Regions from separate parts of the Mus musculus genome. Here regions 1, 3, 4 and 5 are each linked to region 2. A link is a contact called in public HiChIP or PLAC-seq data. All regions are on one chromosome and are shown on one strand. The core of a region is the stretch at or near the end of the contact, and the rest is flanking DNA. Distances in the headings are between cores, read along the strand shown. Region 1 has its middle 33 kb from the start of Adamtsl1. Region 2 holds the start of Rraga (Ras-related GTP binding A). Region 3 holds the start of Adamtsl1 (ADAMTS-like 1). Region 4 has its middle 220 kb from the start of Adamtsl1. Region 5 has its middle 150 kb from the start of Adamtsl1.

What was found. HiChIP or PLAC-seq counts read pairs in DNA pulled down with a chosen protein or histone mark.
Region 1: a contact with region 2 is called in an H3K4me3 HiChIP or PLAC-seq map of the 230-238 cell line, with 10 read pairs. The contact joins the enhancer-like site here to the promoter of Rraga in region 2. A contact is called at or near these places in 2 of 39 promoter capture datasets (cranial neural crest and second pharyngeal arch cranial neural crest), 1 of 15 datasets of contacts at CTCF or cohesin (large pre-B cells), 1 of 484 Hi-C or Micro-C datasets (muscle stem cells) and 11 of 115 datasets of contacts at active chromatin or transcription factors (the 230-238 cell line, astrocytes, embryonic forebrain and 5 more).
Region 3: a contact with region 2 is called in an H3K27ac HiChIP or PLAC-seq map of embryonic stem cells, with 4 times the contacts expected there. The contact joins the promoter of Adamtsl1 here to the promoter of Rraga in region 2. A contact is called at or near these places in 6 of 39 promoter capture datasets (cranial neural crest, frontonasal cranial neural crest, liver and 3 more), 1 of 484 Hi-C or Micro-C datasets (uterus), 10 of 115 datasets of contacts at active chromatin or transcription factors (cardiomyocytes, embryonic stem cells, fibro-adipogenic progenitors and 2 more) and 1 of 9 other capture datasets (pancreatic islet).
Region 4: an H3K4me3 HiChIP or PLAC-seq map of embryonic basal ganglia shows a contact between it and region 2, with 5 times the contacts expected there. The contact joins the enhancer-like site here to the promoter of Rraga in region 2. A contact is called at or near these places in 8 of 39 promoter capture datasets (the 3T3-L1 cell line, the C10 cell line, cranial neural crest and 5 more), 1 of 484 Hi-C or Micro-C datasets (granulocyte-monocyte progenitors) and 19 of 115 datasets of contacts at active chromatin or transcription factors (the 230-238 cell line, SST interneurons, cardiomyocytes and 14 more).
Region 5: a contact with region 2 is called in an H3K4me3 HiChIP or PLAC-seq map of pro-B cells, with 6 times the contacts expected there. The contact joins the enhancer-like site here to the promoter of Rraga in region 2. A contact is called at or near these places in 1 of 39 promoter capture datasets (hippocampal neurons), 5 of 115 datasets of contacts at active chromatin or transcription factors (embryonic limb bud, forebrain, large pre-B cells and 2 more) and 1 of 9 other capture datasets (adipose tissue).

What each region holds. Positions count from the first base shown.
Region 1 is chr4:86,019,455-86,022,154 of GRCm38.p6, reverse strand. It overlaps a transcript of Adamtsl1 not described here. Among named protein-coding and RNA genes, the nearest start is that of Adamtsl1, 33 kb to the left of the region's middle. Within about 2 kb of position 1,279, at least 64 of the 459 cell types and tissues checked have an H3K27ac peak or open chromatin away from gene starts, as enhancers often do. A contact at or near this core is called in the 230-238 cell line and muscle stem cells, where this site is marked.
Region 2 is chr4:86,574,353-86,577,052 of GRCm38.p6, reverse strand. Rraga (Ras-related GTP binding A) reads right to left here and starts at 1,380. Exons shown (of 1, transcript NM_178376.3): 1 at 1-1,380. The coding sequence starts at 1,134. The coding sequence ends at 193.
Region 3 is chr4:86,052,555-86,055,254 of GRCm38.p6, reverse strand. It overlaps Adamtsl1 (ADAMTS-like 1), which reads right to left and starts at 1,280. Exons shown (of 29, transcript NM_001368621.1): 1 at 1,135-1,280. The coding sequence starts at 1,197.
Region 4 is chr4:85,836,576-85,839,275 of GRCm38.p6, reverse strand. It overlaps a transcript of Adamtsl1 not described here. Among named protein-coding and RNA genes, the nearest start is that of Adamtsl1, 220 kb to the left of the region's middle. Within about 2 kb of position 1,370, at least 41 of the 459 cell types and tissues checked have an H3K27ac peak or open chromatin away from gene starts, as enhancers often do. A contact at or near this core is called in embryonic basal ganglia, neural progenitor cells and neural stem cells, where this site is marked.
Region 5 is chr4:85,903,201-85,905,900 of GRCm38.p6, reverse strand. It overlaps a transcript of Adamtsl1 not described here. Among named protein-coding and RNA genes, the nearest start is that of Adamtsl1, 150 kb to the left of the region's middle. Within about 2 kb of position 1,435, at least 7 of the 459 cell types and tissues checked have an H3K27ac peak or open chromatin away from gene starts, as enhancers often do. A contact at or near this core is called in pro-B cells, where this site is marked.

The DNA.
Region 1 (2,700 bases), core at 30-2,529, 550 kb after region 2:
CTGATGTCTGTCAGGATGACAACTGGATCTGATGTCAAGATGACAACCGGATCTGATGTCAAGATGGCAACTGTATCTGATGTCAAGATGACCACTGGACCTGATGTTGTTGGATGAGTGGAAGGAAGAATGGGCAACAGAGCAGATAATTTTGTTAACACCTAGTAATTTGCAGTGCTGCTATGTCATGTTTCAAAGCATTTAGATTACATGACATTCAAAATATGGCATTCAAGAATGTACAAGAAGACACTATTGATAACTCATTATGACTTCTGAAACACGGACTAAATAGGTATCAGATACAAATATATAACTCATGTGTGGTGAGACATACATCATGCTATATCATGATATAAAAGTAACTTGTAAATGCTCACACATCTGTTCTTTGATGAGGGACAAACATGCAGACTAACATGGATTGAGAAGGTTCCAAATGCCAGGCCCGGGGAGGGGGGGGTTGGGGGTGCAAAGTGGTAAGACTGGCAAGAGAGAAACAAAGCCTTGTTTCTGTGATAATTTATTTGCATTATGGCGGTGCTTTCCACTTGTGCATCTCTGTCCCGTATGTTTCCCTAACTGAACATCCTTAGCAAGGAATCACAAGGAAGGTGAATGTTAAGATGTAATCTAGTCTTCATTGCTCTCTGACTGCACAAAACAAAACAAAACAAAATCAAAAGGAACCCACTTTTTTTCTATAATAGGAGACATTAAGAAGACAAAAAAAATTAAATATGCGCGTTCCTGGAGGCCACGAATGGAATGGCCTCAGCCCACAGTGAGAGCAGCATTGACTCCAGCCGCATATGTAGCAGAGGATGGCCTTGTTGGACATCAGTGGGAGGAGAGGCCCTTGGTCCTGAGAAGATAAAGGCCTGGGGAATGCTTTCTCTTTAGACTCTACTGCTCCAGGGATGTGACAATGCAGAACAAGAAAGACCCTGGAATTGCAATTATGAGCTTATGAGGACGATGTTGTTTAATAGCATGCTTCAGGAATGCACTGCCAAAGAACTTTCAAAGACATTTGGCTGTAAAACAGTATGGATCCACTGGAAAACGTAAAAAAAAAAGAAAGAAAGAAAGAAAGAAAGAAAGAAAGAAAGAAAGAAAGAAAGAAAGAAAGAAAGAAACTGCCAATCACTCATGACCTGCACCAGGGGACTCTGTATAGATGCAGGAGGGGGATGGGACTTTGGCACTCTAAGCGACTGCACATCTGAGGCAGGAGCTGGCGTCATCACCAGTGGAGCAGAAGGCAGCTGCCCAGCGTGTGCTGACTGCCTGCAGCCTGCTGTTTGGGTAAGCTGAGCACGGGTCCTCACTCGCTGAGCCTCTGGCTCCTGGCACGGGACTTGCAGCCAACAACAGCAAATGGTGGAGGCCATGAGGAAGCCTATGGGGCTGTCTCCCCTTCTAGGGTAACATTCTCGAGCCAAAGAAGAATTCAGTACAAGAGGGAGGTGAAGAAGGGACAAGCTTGAAACCCCAGGAAGGGGTTTCACAGTGGGAAGGTGGTTCTAACATCCTGCCTTCAGGTCCTGCTGACCCCAAAGGATATGCACCCATCACTACCCAAGGGACCAGGAGGCAGAGTTCAGTGCCTGTGTGTGGCTGTCCTGGTGGTGTTGGGTTCCCCCTGAGAGATCAAACAACAACGCTGTTAGTCTGAAGACAAAATGTAGCTATTGTCTTCAGGGAAGGCTCTGTTTTCATCAAAAGTTAAAATTTAAAACTAACAATACACCAGCGGATATGAGGCTCCCAACACACAGACAATAGAGGACTACCCGATCTGTGTTCATTCAGAGATGATGCACCTAACCCTCAAGAGACTGGAGGCCCCAGGGAGTTTAGAGGTTAGGTGGGGTGGGGGTGGGGGACATCCACGTGGAGACTGGATGTGGGGAGGAGGTGTGGGAAGTGGAACAGTTGGGGTGGACTGGGGTGTGTGTGGATAAAATATGGCGTGTAAAAAATAAACTAATTAATAAAAAGAAAGAAAGAAAGAAAGAAAAAAACCCAATTCTGACACCTCTCTGCTTTCTTCTTTTGTCCCTTTTCTGTTTCTTTCTCAGTTTTTCTGCCTCTTTGTTTCTTTCATGATCAAGTCCAGAAATGACCAATGACTGCTTTCTTGGAACTTAAGGCCAATGAAAATAACTTGATGCTATCTGCTTTGATGTTAGAATGAACACAGCATGGTATACCACTCGCCATCAGGCACACTCACAGTGGCAGAGCTTTTGCCTGCTCTCCACTGACTCACGGTGACCTGGCTCCTTTCCTTGTCACTCCAGCAGGCAGGGGGATTAGCAGGCAAGCATGTATCAGTGCCTGGGGAATGGTGCCTGGTCTTGGCACCGAGTGTGTATCAGTGTTAACAGCTGGTACATAAGTCCTGCTCAGTTAGGATTTAGTGGCAACATTCAGTCTGGGATTAGCCTAGCAAACAGGGTCGAGCTGTCTTCTTGCCAAAGCTGGGAAGCCCCAAAGGGCATGTGTTCTCCTGGGATTAATCCTGGTATTTAGGAAAATGCCTGCCTTATCACTGTTCTGGATCAAGGGCTTTGCCTCTTGATGAGAAGAAATGACTTCTAAATAGAATGTGATCTAGTGTTGGGGTCACCCTCTATACTCTGAAGACTATGGTCTGTAAGTTAGACACTACAGAGCCAGTTAGCTAAGGGAAAG
Region 2 (2,700 bases), core at 131-2,630:
CGTCTTGAAGATCTCTACTTGATAGCTGAGTAAATAGCGTCCAATACTAAGACTAGGGAAGAGATGAGATAGTAAGCACACGTTTCAAGCTCACTTTTAAGCACATGACATTATGAATATTAAAGACAAATGATGCAAAAAAAAAAAAAACACCGTAATTCAGCATTTTACTAAAGAGCATTTGGCATTATTTCAACGCATGAGGAGGCTGTGCTTGGGCCCATCTACTCTTTCTAGCTTCTCAAAGTGTTTCCTGGCATTACGAATGTTGATCAGAGTAGCTGCAGAAGGGATGGATGGATCTGACATGACCACCATCACGTACGTGTTTGATGTAAAGATGTCGATGAAGGCAGCGAAGTTAGAATTCCTCACTTCCATGCTCTGGAAAGAAGCGGCCAATTTACTGCAGCTCAGCTTAAACTGCTTGATGATGTTGCTGATCTTCTCAAAGCGGTGCACATCTCGCTGCTCTTTGCACTGGTAGTGGGAAATCACCAAGAACGTAGCTCTCTCGAACAGCAGAACTTCATCAGCCTCAATAATCTGGGCAAAATTCCTTAGGTTCATCTCCAGCTGCTGAACGTTGGGGATCAGCTGATAGACGATGCTGGACCAGGCTTTGTAGAGCGTCTCATCCCAGATGGACGTTCGAAAACAAGCGCACTCCAGCGGGCGAGACAAACGCCTCAGGTCTTCCTCTCGCTCTTTAAAAATCAGGTCACGTTGATCTTCCTGAACCAGATCCATTTTGTGCACCAGGCAGAAGATTTTGGCGTCAGGTGAATTCTGGAGGATGGCTTCCAGACACGATTGGTAATAATGCATATCTTTTTCCAGTTCGCGGCTCTCTACGTCAAACACGTATATCAGAACCTCCACATTACGGAAGATGTTGTCCCGCTGGCTGGTGAAGTAATTTTCCATAAAGGTGTCCTGGCCGCCACAGTCCCACAGGTTCAGCACCAGGTTCCCCAAGAATCGGACGTGGGAGTGCTCCACGTCGATGGTGGCACCCAGGCGCCTAGTGTCGCGCGCAATATAATTTGCAAAGATGATCGACCTCATGCTGGTCTTCCCCGACCCGCTCTTTCCCATCAACAGCACCTTTTTCTTCATGGCTGTATTGGGCATCACCTGCCGGCGTCGCCACGGACTGGGCCTGAGGCACGGCCTAACGGCGGACCGACCAAGGATGGGGACGGCGGGACACCGAGCACCGACCGGCAGCGGAGGCCGTGCACGCGAGCTGGGGGCAGGAAAGACCGCGGCGAGGCGAGGTCTCAGAAAACAGCGCCCGAGGCAATGGCCACAGCCGCTCCGAGCTAGCGAGAGCAGACCAGTGATGTGATCAGCTTCGGCCCGGCCGCCACCCACTTCCCGCCGGCATCTCGCGAGAACTCCGAGGGCCTGCCGCCACCCACTTCCGGTGGCGACATCGCGAGAACGTCGGCTACTCCTTTGAGACCCTTGGAATTCTAAGAAACTGCTTCTTCCATTGCAATCTAGCGCACAGCGAGTTAAAATGAAAGGGCGAGCCCACGCTGGGGTTTTGTTCTGCTTGGGTTGCCCTGGGTCTTTGCAGAAGGGGTCGAGTGAACCTGGGAGGGAGAATGCTGCCCCCGCGTGGCCAAAAGTCCTCACACGCCCACTGCCATTATCACCTCAGAGAGATAATAGTGCTGTAGGCTTGACAATCAGGCAGGTAGAGGAGCGGGGATGACAAATGAAAACCAGCAGAAAGAGATTTCGAAAAACTAATTGCCCAGGGCTAGGCAGTTCCTTACCAGGGAGACATCCTGATTCCTTGTTCTTTTTACCTCAGCTTGAGAATGTGTAATTAGAATCCAAAACTCGAGTAGAGGGTAATATGGAACACCATGCAATAGCTTCGTCCTCACGGTTACCGTGTGAACAACTGTTTTCAAACCTGAGGGGGTTAACGAGTCTGAGTGCCTTAGAAGGTCTGCTCACTTAGCCATAGGCCACATGGCCTCAAGCCTTTAAGAAGAGATAAGCAGTGTCATCCAGTAAGTTGAGGCTGAGTCAGTAGAATTACCAGGGCACGTCATATTCCTAAATTAGGACACTGCATCCTTATTGTAAAGCCCTTTCCAGGTTGTATACTACACTGTACCAATGAAGACATTTTCTCACTTATTCATTCAAAAATTGGATGTTGGGGCTAGAGACATAGCTTATCATTTAAGCCATGGTCTCCCGCACAGATATGGTGCACACACACACACACACACACACACACACACTGCTCTTCCAGAGAACCTGGGTTTGCTTCCCAGCACCACTGTGACTCCTTGAAACTGTAACTTCAGTCCAGGGGATGATGCCTTCTTTCAACCTCTGTGGGCACTGCATGCATATGATGCATAGACACACAGGCAAAATATGAATTTACATAAATAATGTTTACAATATGCAAGAAAATTCAAAAGTGGGCTGGCAAGATGGCTAAGCGGGTAAGAGCACTGACTGCTCTTCTGAAGGTCCTGAGTTCTAATCCCAGTAACCACATAGTGGCTCACAACCACCCCGTAATGAGATCTGATGCCCTCTTCTGGTGTGTCTGAAGACAGCAACAGTGTACTTATCTATAATAATAAATCTCTGGGCTGGAGTGAGCAGAGGTCCAGAATTCAATTCCTAACAACCACATGAAGGCTCACAAGCATCTGTGTAGCT
Region 3 (2,700 bases), core at 31-2,530, 520 kb after region 2:
CTGATCCTCCCGGAGTTTTCCAATTTGTAACAAATGGTTCCCTTCTCTTCATCAAAATTCCAATGTCCATCCAATTTGTCAGAATCAAAGCAGAACAAACTAACCTTTCCCCATCAACAAAACAATGTGTCTTATACAACGGTTACACTTTTACCTTCGTCTTCTCTTTCTCTTCCTTCTGAAGTAGTTCTGGTGTGTCATAATTGTGACAGGAAGAGCTAGAGTCACGTTTCTTTGCAATCAGAGTGTGCACATTTTGGAATCAAACTTTCAGATGAGGTTTACTAAACTGCTTGCCCAGAACACTCTGGTTTAAAAGAAATGTGCATTGCTATTAATATTTTGAGTGTAGATTTTTTGGACAGTATATGTTCATTTTCTGCCCATAAAACCAAGTATGAGTCACAATGGAACATTTACTTCGAGTCAAAAATGCAATGTGTGCTGATGTTCAAGAGAAGAGCCTTATCGCTGGGGCTGGAAATCAGCAGGACAAGGAGTCCAGGGATCTCTATTTGCCTTCAGAAGTAGATCTGAGATCAAAGACTTTAATCTTCAATTCATAAACATTAGCATTAACTTGAATCCATAAATGTGTATAGTAATTATGGGTTATACTCTGGTTTGATTGTAAACAGGGCTCTCGTTCCTTCCTTTTTCACCTGGTTCAAGAGTCTTTATGTATGGAGGAAAATAATTCACACAGGCACTGGGGAAACAAGAACCAAGCAAGCTCCTCACCGCCTAGCCTTCAGAAACCCCAAAATCACCATAGTGAGTTTGATCTCAGGACATCTGTCCTCAGGATCCCATGCTAACACAGTTATTTATATAGTTTTCAGCACATAATATCTGCAGAAGAATACCCTGAATTTCAAGTCTCAATATCAGTATCATTCACTAACTCTAAAAAGTCTTTTATATTTGATTTTGCTGGGAAAGTTGGGGTTAAAGTTCTCAAAGAGTTGAGGTGTACTTTGTAAGCCATGAAAATTCTTTTACCTGGAGTTGGAAGATCATACACAGACAGACAGAAGTACACACACACACACACACACACACACACACACACACCCTCCAGCAGCACCCAGACCAAGTGGCAATAGTAACGTATTGAAATGAAAAGGCATTTACCAGGAGTAGGAAAGCCAGAACGAGCAGCGGTGTGCCAGGAGCTGCCCGACGGCAGCATTCCATACTTGGATCTTTGCCGGAATCCGAATCGGACACTGAATAAGCTGCTAAGTGCTCCTCTGCCCGCTGCTGTCACATCCAGTGCTGGGGCTCACACTCCAGCCCTGCCTATCAGCTTCCATCAGCCCCGCTCACATTTCCTGAGCGAGGGTGGGTGGGTGGATGGGTGGGGGGTAAGCTGAATGGAATCTCTCTAGAGCAGGCAGCCAGCCAATCAGACTCCTGCTAATCAGACATGCTGAATAACAAAGCGGTTGGGGGGGGGGTGCGCAGAGAAAGTGAACAGTGTGAGCAGAAAAGAGAGAAAGGGACTGAAAGGCAGGGGAGCAAGGAGCTGAGCCCGAGAAGAGGAGAGATAGATGTGCACTGGCAGAAGCGCAAAGCTCAAAGAGGAAGCAGGGCTGCGCTCTGAACAAACCTGGTTAGTGCTCTGTGAGACGCGATTCTGTTTGCCATTTGCCTAGGCTGGTGTCTGTTGCTCTGGAAAGTACAGTAGCTCCCTGTGACGGTGTATTGTTCCATTCAGGAGAGAAACTTAATCCCCGTCAATATAGAACATATGCTATAAAGGGACCAAGCCCTAGTCGGGACTGAATGTGCCCTTTAAGTGTATTCGGTGCTAGCGTTCTCTTCCTCTTCTATAAAGTGCCTTTTTATTTTCCCCTTTGAGTTTGGAAAAGAATACTATAGATGGTTTGGAAAGGTCCTAACTAAACCTAACAACGGCTTTAGTTATTTTCTGTATTGGGGTCTTGGTTTAAAAATAAAGGGCTGGCAAAACCTTTCTTTGTGGATTGACAATTTGAAACATCCAATACTTACAAGTTTAAAGGTACAATAAGACTCATTTAGAGCCCCTAGTTTAAAAGAAGCCCTTGACAAAGACTCCAGGATGAGGATGTTGAAATTTGTTGTGAAACAAGTGCTGGGTTTTGACACCTTGACAGCTTTTAATTATCTGATTTAACCCATGACAGGAAAGAAAGGCTGATTTAACCCTCACTTAACCCCAAACATTCTTCATCGGACACCTGACTCAGGCTTTCTCAGAGCTGCTATGACAAAACAACAAAATTTTGAGTGGGGTACCACCTCTTTCCTCTTCGCAGTGGAAATAGGGCCAGGCAGGTTGACCTCTGAGGTGCAATCCAGCTGTAGGAAGTACTAATGGGCTCCAGAGTGTCCGCATGGCTACGGGAAAAGGCCCGAAGATTGGGAGCCTGTTTCACTCAAATCAAGCAAAGCCTGAACGGGCCAGGAGGGTTTTTATTAATATATTAAACAAGTGTTAAGTATCCAATAAGGTTGTCTTTCCTCCTTATCAGTCCAGGAACACCATTTCGGATAAAGAATAAAGCAGTGAGCAAAGCCCCATTTCCACAGGAGAAGAGTTTCCTTGCAGATCTGTCAGCCCAGAAATACCCAGAGAAGGCAGAGGGCACTTAGAATGCATGTTCTTCCCTCTCATTATTAAAAAAACTACCTCACTGTAATAGGCGTGCGAAT
Region 4 (2,700 bases), core at 121-2,620, 740 kb after region 2:
GTCTCCTCAAAAAGTCTTTACCTCCAGGTAAACATTTGTATAGCTCAGGCTAATTTTGAAATCATAGCTAAGTAGCTATGATTTATCATTACAAATGTTGATATTATAGGTATTAACTATCATAACTACTTAGATAAGATTTCCTTATTGAGATTTTCTCATCTCAGGCAGTTCTAAAATCCTCAAATTATTGTAACTGTACCTTGCAAGCCAGATGTAAAGTTCTGATAGAAAAATGTCGAAACCACGTCTTTTATGTAGTTGTCACATTTGCCCCTCAATGGCTAGTTGTTTCATCATCTCCCTGTGAAGGAATGCTCTCCATATTCTGTATTCCATTCTCGATTTTATATAGGATGCTAGATGAAGCACGTACAATATGAGTGCCAACTACACTGGCTCTTGCTTTGCTTTGGGTAAGAATGAGTTCCATTAGGACTGAAGTCTGATCTACCGTAGATGCTTTTTGGGATTGTGGCTATTTAAAGTGGACATATCCTGATAAATGGCTGATCATGGGCCTTGGTGATGTTTAACCCAACTCCTCTGACAATTTTGGAATCCTCCTGTCCCAGGCATACACATACGCAGCTCTCCAGATGCAAATGTTTACTTGAGAGACACATGTGTGGAATTCTAGAGTAAATAGAGAGAGTGAGAACTGTCTGTAGTTGAAAGGTCTGTGGGTTAGAATTCACATGTTATATTCCTAAATGTGTCTGGAACTTCCCGAGGGATTTCAGGAAAATCACTTAACTTCCCCAACTCAGCTGAGGAATAGAAATCATATTATTTATCTGCTTTAGATTGTGCAATCATGCTTTCCTTTTTACAGTCTTAGATACTACACAACTCAACGAATCCCCAGGATATTAGAAGGATATTAACATATGCCAAGCAAACTGCAGCCTGAGATGTATCAAGTTTCCAAAGGTCTGTGTTTTTCCTGAGGAAATTTGAGACCAGGGATGATATCTGTCCTGTGGCCACATGAACAGGCGCCTCTCCATTCCCACGTTACAGGGCAGAATTCCACTGCTCCCTCACTTTCTATTCTAGTCAAATATTGGGTCTCCCTATCTTCTTCCCCACCGCCCCCATTTAATAGGAAACACATTCTCTTTCCGTAGGACACAAATAGAAGAAAAAGGGGGGGGGGAGGAGAAAGAGAGATTTAAGTAGAACTGCAGAATCTGTACCTACATACAACTTGCTAAATATATATAGATGAAAATAGCCAGAGCTGAGAGAGAGGAAAAAAAGAAGAGTGTTTTAACAGTAAAGTAAAACCACAACTAATGACTTCAGGAGACAGGAGCTAGGTGGACAAGCACAGCACTGCAGTTTTAAATATATGGGATTTGGCTTCACCTCCCCAGTAAGTGGCCTGGCACCAATTCAAATAGGCTGGTCTGGCACGCTAGTGCCTCTGTGAGGGACCACACTGGCGGATGGAAACGACCACAAAGCCACAGAGAAAGTGCAGGTTTCCAAAGGCAACAAGAAGGCAAGCAGACTGGCAGCTAAAACAATGCCAAGGCTCCTTCATCAGCAGGGAGGGGCAGCCTTGCCAAGGCAGATTTTCTTTCTCTGTACATTGGGATGGCCAACCATAAGCCTGATCAGTGGCAGGATGGGCAGTGGGTATCAGGCACCACGGAGGAGGAGCCAGGCACAGATGGCCCAAGGGCTGGCCACAAGGGAGGGCATCCTTTAAAGGATGATCGCAGAGCAATCTCTGCTCTGGGTACCATAGTGCAGAAAGCTGAGAGAGTCATGTTTGTGGAATATTTCTGTGTACTAAAAAGAGGCAATAATCTTTATGGGCTTCTAGCTCTGGAAAATATTTTTCTATACAAACAAGTTGTTTTTCATGCCATTGAAGACTGCCAAATGATTTGGTACATGAAGCATTCTTGCTTTACACTGCCTGAAAGTAAGGAATCTACTTCAGAGAGTGGAAGACACAGCAGGGGGCTTTTGTTGGCCACCAGCCACTTTTAGCATCTATGGTGGTGTCTACACAATGCCAACTCTGCTAGCTGGAAAGCTGAAGTGGAATTAAAGCTTTTTCCAAGGAGGCTGCACAATACATAATGGTATCACTATTCACTGTGAGTTGGCTGATGCCTTTGATGGTCTAACAGCCAGGCACAGTTTTCTCAGTGTTATAGCAAGGGCAAGAACTAACTTCTGAGGTTTTCAGAGGAGGCAGTTCAGACAAATTATGTCCAACTCCTTGAATGAGTTAAAAAAAATGCCAAGCACTTGTCAAAAATGATATATTCTCCAGCTGACAAGAAAACAACCATAATGATGGACATTGTGTGTTAATAGCTCTCCTTTGCTGTCTTGGCCTTAGGAGACCAACTTTGTAGCAACAATAATGATCAAGCAACTTTGACGTTTCCCATCGCTCTTCACACCTCACATGAGAATTTTATTTCATTGACAAAACCATGCAGCTTAGGTGCTTCCAGACCTAGTCGGGACATTTCTGAAGCAACAGGAACCTCTGTGACAGACACACAGTTAAGTCAAAAGCGGCAATAGGGAAGAGATGAGTCAGATGACTGGGTTGTTCTACATCACCCTATATTACCTTTGAATACCAGATGGAGAACTGGAGGAAGGAGGGATGTGTAGTGGGCAGTGTGGCTACAGGGTCCTCATGTTTTTAAAACAAGATACAGCCAAGAC
Region 5 (2,700 bases), core at 186-2,685, 670 kb after region 2:
AATATGCAAATGCTTTCATTGTACTCATGAGAATCCATGCCCCATGAATTAAAAAGTTTGCATATTTAGTCATGTTGTTCCTCTAATTATCACTGCCAATATACTAAGGTACTGAAGTGATAAACTATTGGGTTTTATTACACACACACATACACATATGATATATATGTATGATATATATGTACAACATATATGATATATATGTATGTGTGTGTGTGTGTATGTGTATATGTGTGTGTTTTCTCTTAAGCGCCTTAGATAATTATATACACAAGGAAGTATCTTGCTTAAAAGAATAACAGAAATATCACAAATAAATGCCCAGAGAAGAGAACATTCAGAAAGTTTCCCAAATGAGATCTTTATCTCAAGAACTAAGTGGTAGGCCCAAATCTCTCATCCTTGTTTTCATCCTTCCAATTTTTTTTCTTATAATAGAAGCATCATTTTGAAACGAACAGAGATGTCTTTATTCTAGTTATTATCCTTTTCCTAACTTTCAGTAATGTGACTAAGCAGGTGGTAGAGTACACCTGTGGAGGAATGATTCTTCAAGACACCCTGTGGCCGTAAAAGCAATAGCAGAAATTAGACAGGTTAACTGGTTTATTTGGGGAGTAATTTGAAAGAAGGCTAAATAGTAAAAAGTAGACAAAATAATGATTTGACAATATTAAGATTTATAACATAGCCAGCAATGGAAAAACTCAATTTTAGGATTAAAGTAGAAACAGAAGCATCTCAAAGCAGGATAGGATGGTATCTCGGTGATTCACAAAGCAATCCATAAAGCACGATTTCCTGCATGTAGGTGCACATGTGTGTGGCTTTATGCAAGAAGGATCTTAGAATAAAGGTATGGAACTTGTCAGACCTTCCTGGTTCAAATTCACATTTTTTACATTGAAAATGAATGATACTCCTGAGAACAAAGGCTTTGTCCCCACCCTGTCTCTTTAGTTTATTATTTTAGTTGCTCACTAACAATCTAAGGAGTAAGTATGACTAATATTATCATTAATATTATTGTTGTTGTTGTTCGCATTTTACAGAGGATTTGGAAAACTAAGAAAAGTTTTCTAAGACTTACAGGGTGGTATGTTTATAACGGGTCAAGAGTGAGAAGAGTCAGTTTCATTTCTATGACTAGGGAGTCTCTATCAGTGTCTTCTTTGATACTTTTGGATTTAGTTTTAATTGTGTGTGTGTGTGTGTGTGTGTGTGTGTGTGTGTGTGTGTGTGTGTGTGTTTGTGTGTGTGTGTGTGTGCACGCGCACGCGTGCGCATGCATGCGTGCACACGTGTGTACATGCATGTGTGTGTGTGTGTGTGTGATGTTGCACACAACCACCAAATACACATGAATGCAATGCCTTTGGAATCCAGAAGAGGTGTCAGATCGCCTGAAGCTAGAGCTGTAGAAGGCTGTAAGTCACCTGACCTAGGTACCAGGAACCACAGATTCAGGTTCTCAGAAAGAGGAACATGTACTCAACTGCTGAGCCATCTCTTCACGCCTGAGTGGTTTTAAAGCCAATTGTTTTCTAACTGTGGTTTCTAATCCATGTTAGACCCTCAAAATTTTGAGATGCATACCTGTTTTCTGCCTGGAAAACTGAGAGTGGACGTAGTTAATAGCCTGGTGATTTTGTGCCATCTGTATAGGCCCAGGCCACACCTGAATTCACCAAAACCATTATGTTTATCCCAGAACATTCCTTCCTGACCTTTATCTTCAGCATTGTTTTTAAGTCAATAGAATCCATCCCCAGGGGAGATGTCATGTATACTTTATAGCTTAGTGACCTCTATAATGACAGAGCCCACACCAGATTCTCTCCTTGGCCCTTCAATGGTAGAATGCATTGTTATGGAAGATGTTGCATATGCATTGCAAAAGAGTTTTGATGTTTTCTTTACATGCTTAGTCACATCTTAAGCTTTATTGTAATAACTGTCACCAGGAAACTTTCTGCCAAAGTTGTACTGTACTTAAGTATGTCCAAAGTAAAAGGTCCTGGCATCAGACTCTAGCAGTTTGAACCAACGAAGGCTGCTGAGTCCTGCTGACTGAGATTCCTTCTTGACTCACATGGATCATTACCCTCCCTGATGGCAATGGCATTTGAAGAGACCCCACACACTTGAACTTGGTTACAGCAACTAGTTAGAATAGTTTATCATATAATTATTGTTTTTGTTGTGGGAGGGGAGGATGTGTGTGTACACACACAGGTGGTCTGTGTGGCTGAGCTCATGAATTCACAGGCAAGAGGGAGATGCCAGGTATCCATCTACCTTAGACTCTTTAGAGAGCATCTCTTACCAAACTTGGCCTTGCTGAGTTTTGCCTGATCTAGTAGCTTCCTGGATATACTGGTCTTTACTCCTCTGCACTGGGAATGCAGGTGCATGTGACCACACCTGCTATTTTTTCTTTTACATAAATTTGGGATCTGAATTCAGGTCCCCATGCTTGCATATCAAGCACTCTTACTCACTGAGCCAACTTCCCAGCTCCCAGGTAAGAGTATTCTGTCCCTGTTTTTGAATATTGTCTCTCTTACTAATCAAACATTTACCATATTTGGAAAGTTATCTCAATTGTTTTATTTTTTTTTACAAACAAGACTTAGTATTAATAGATACTATTAATTCATGGCAACATAACAAATAACCATACCCACTTTAGAACCTTGG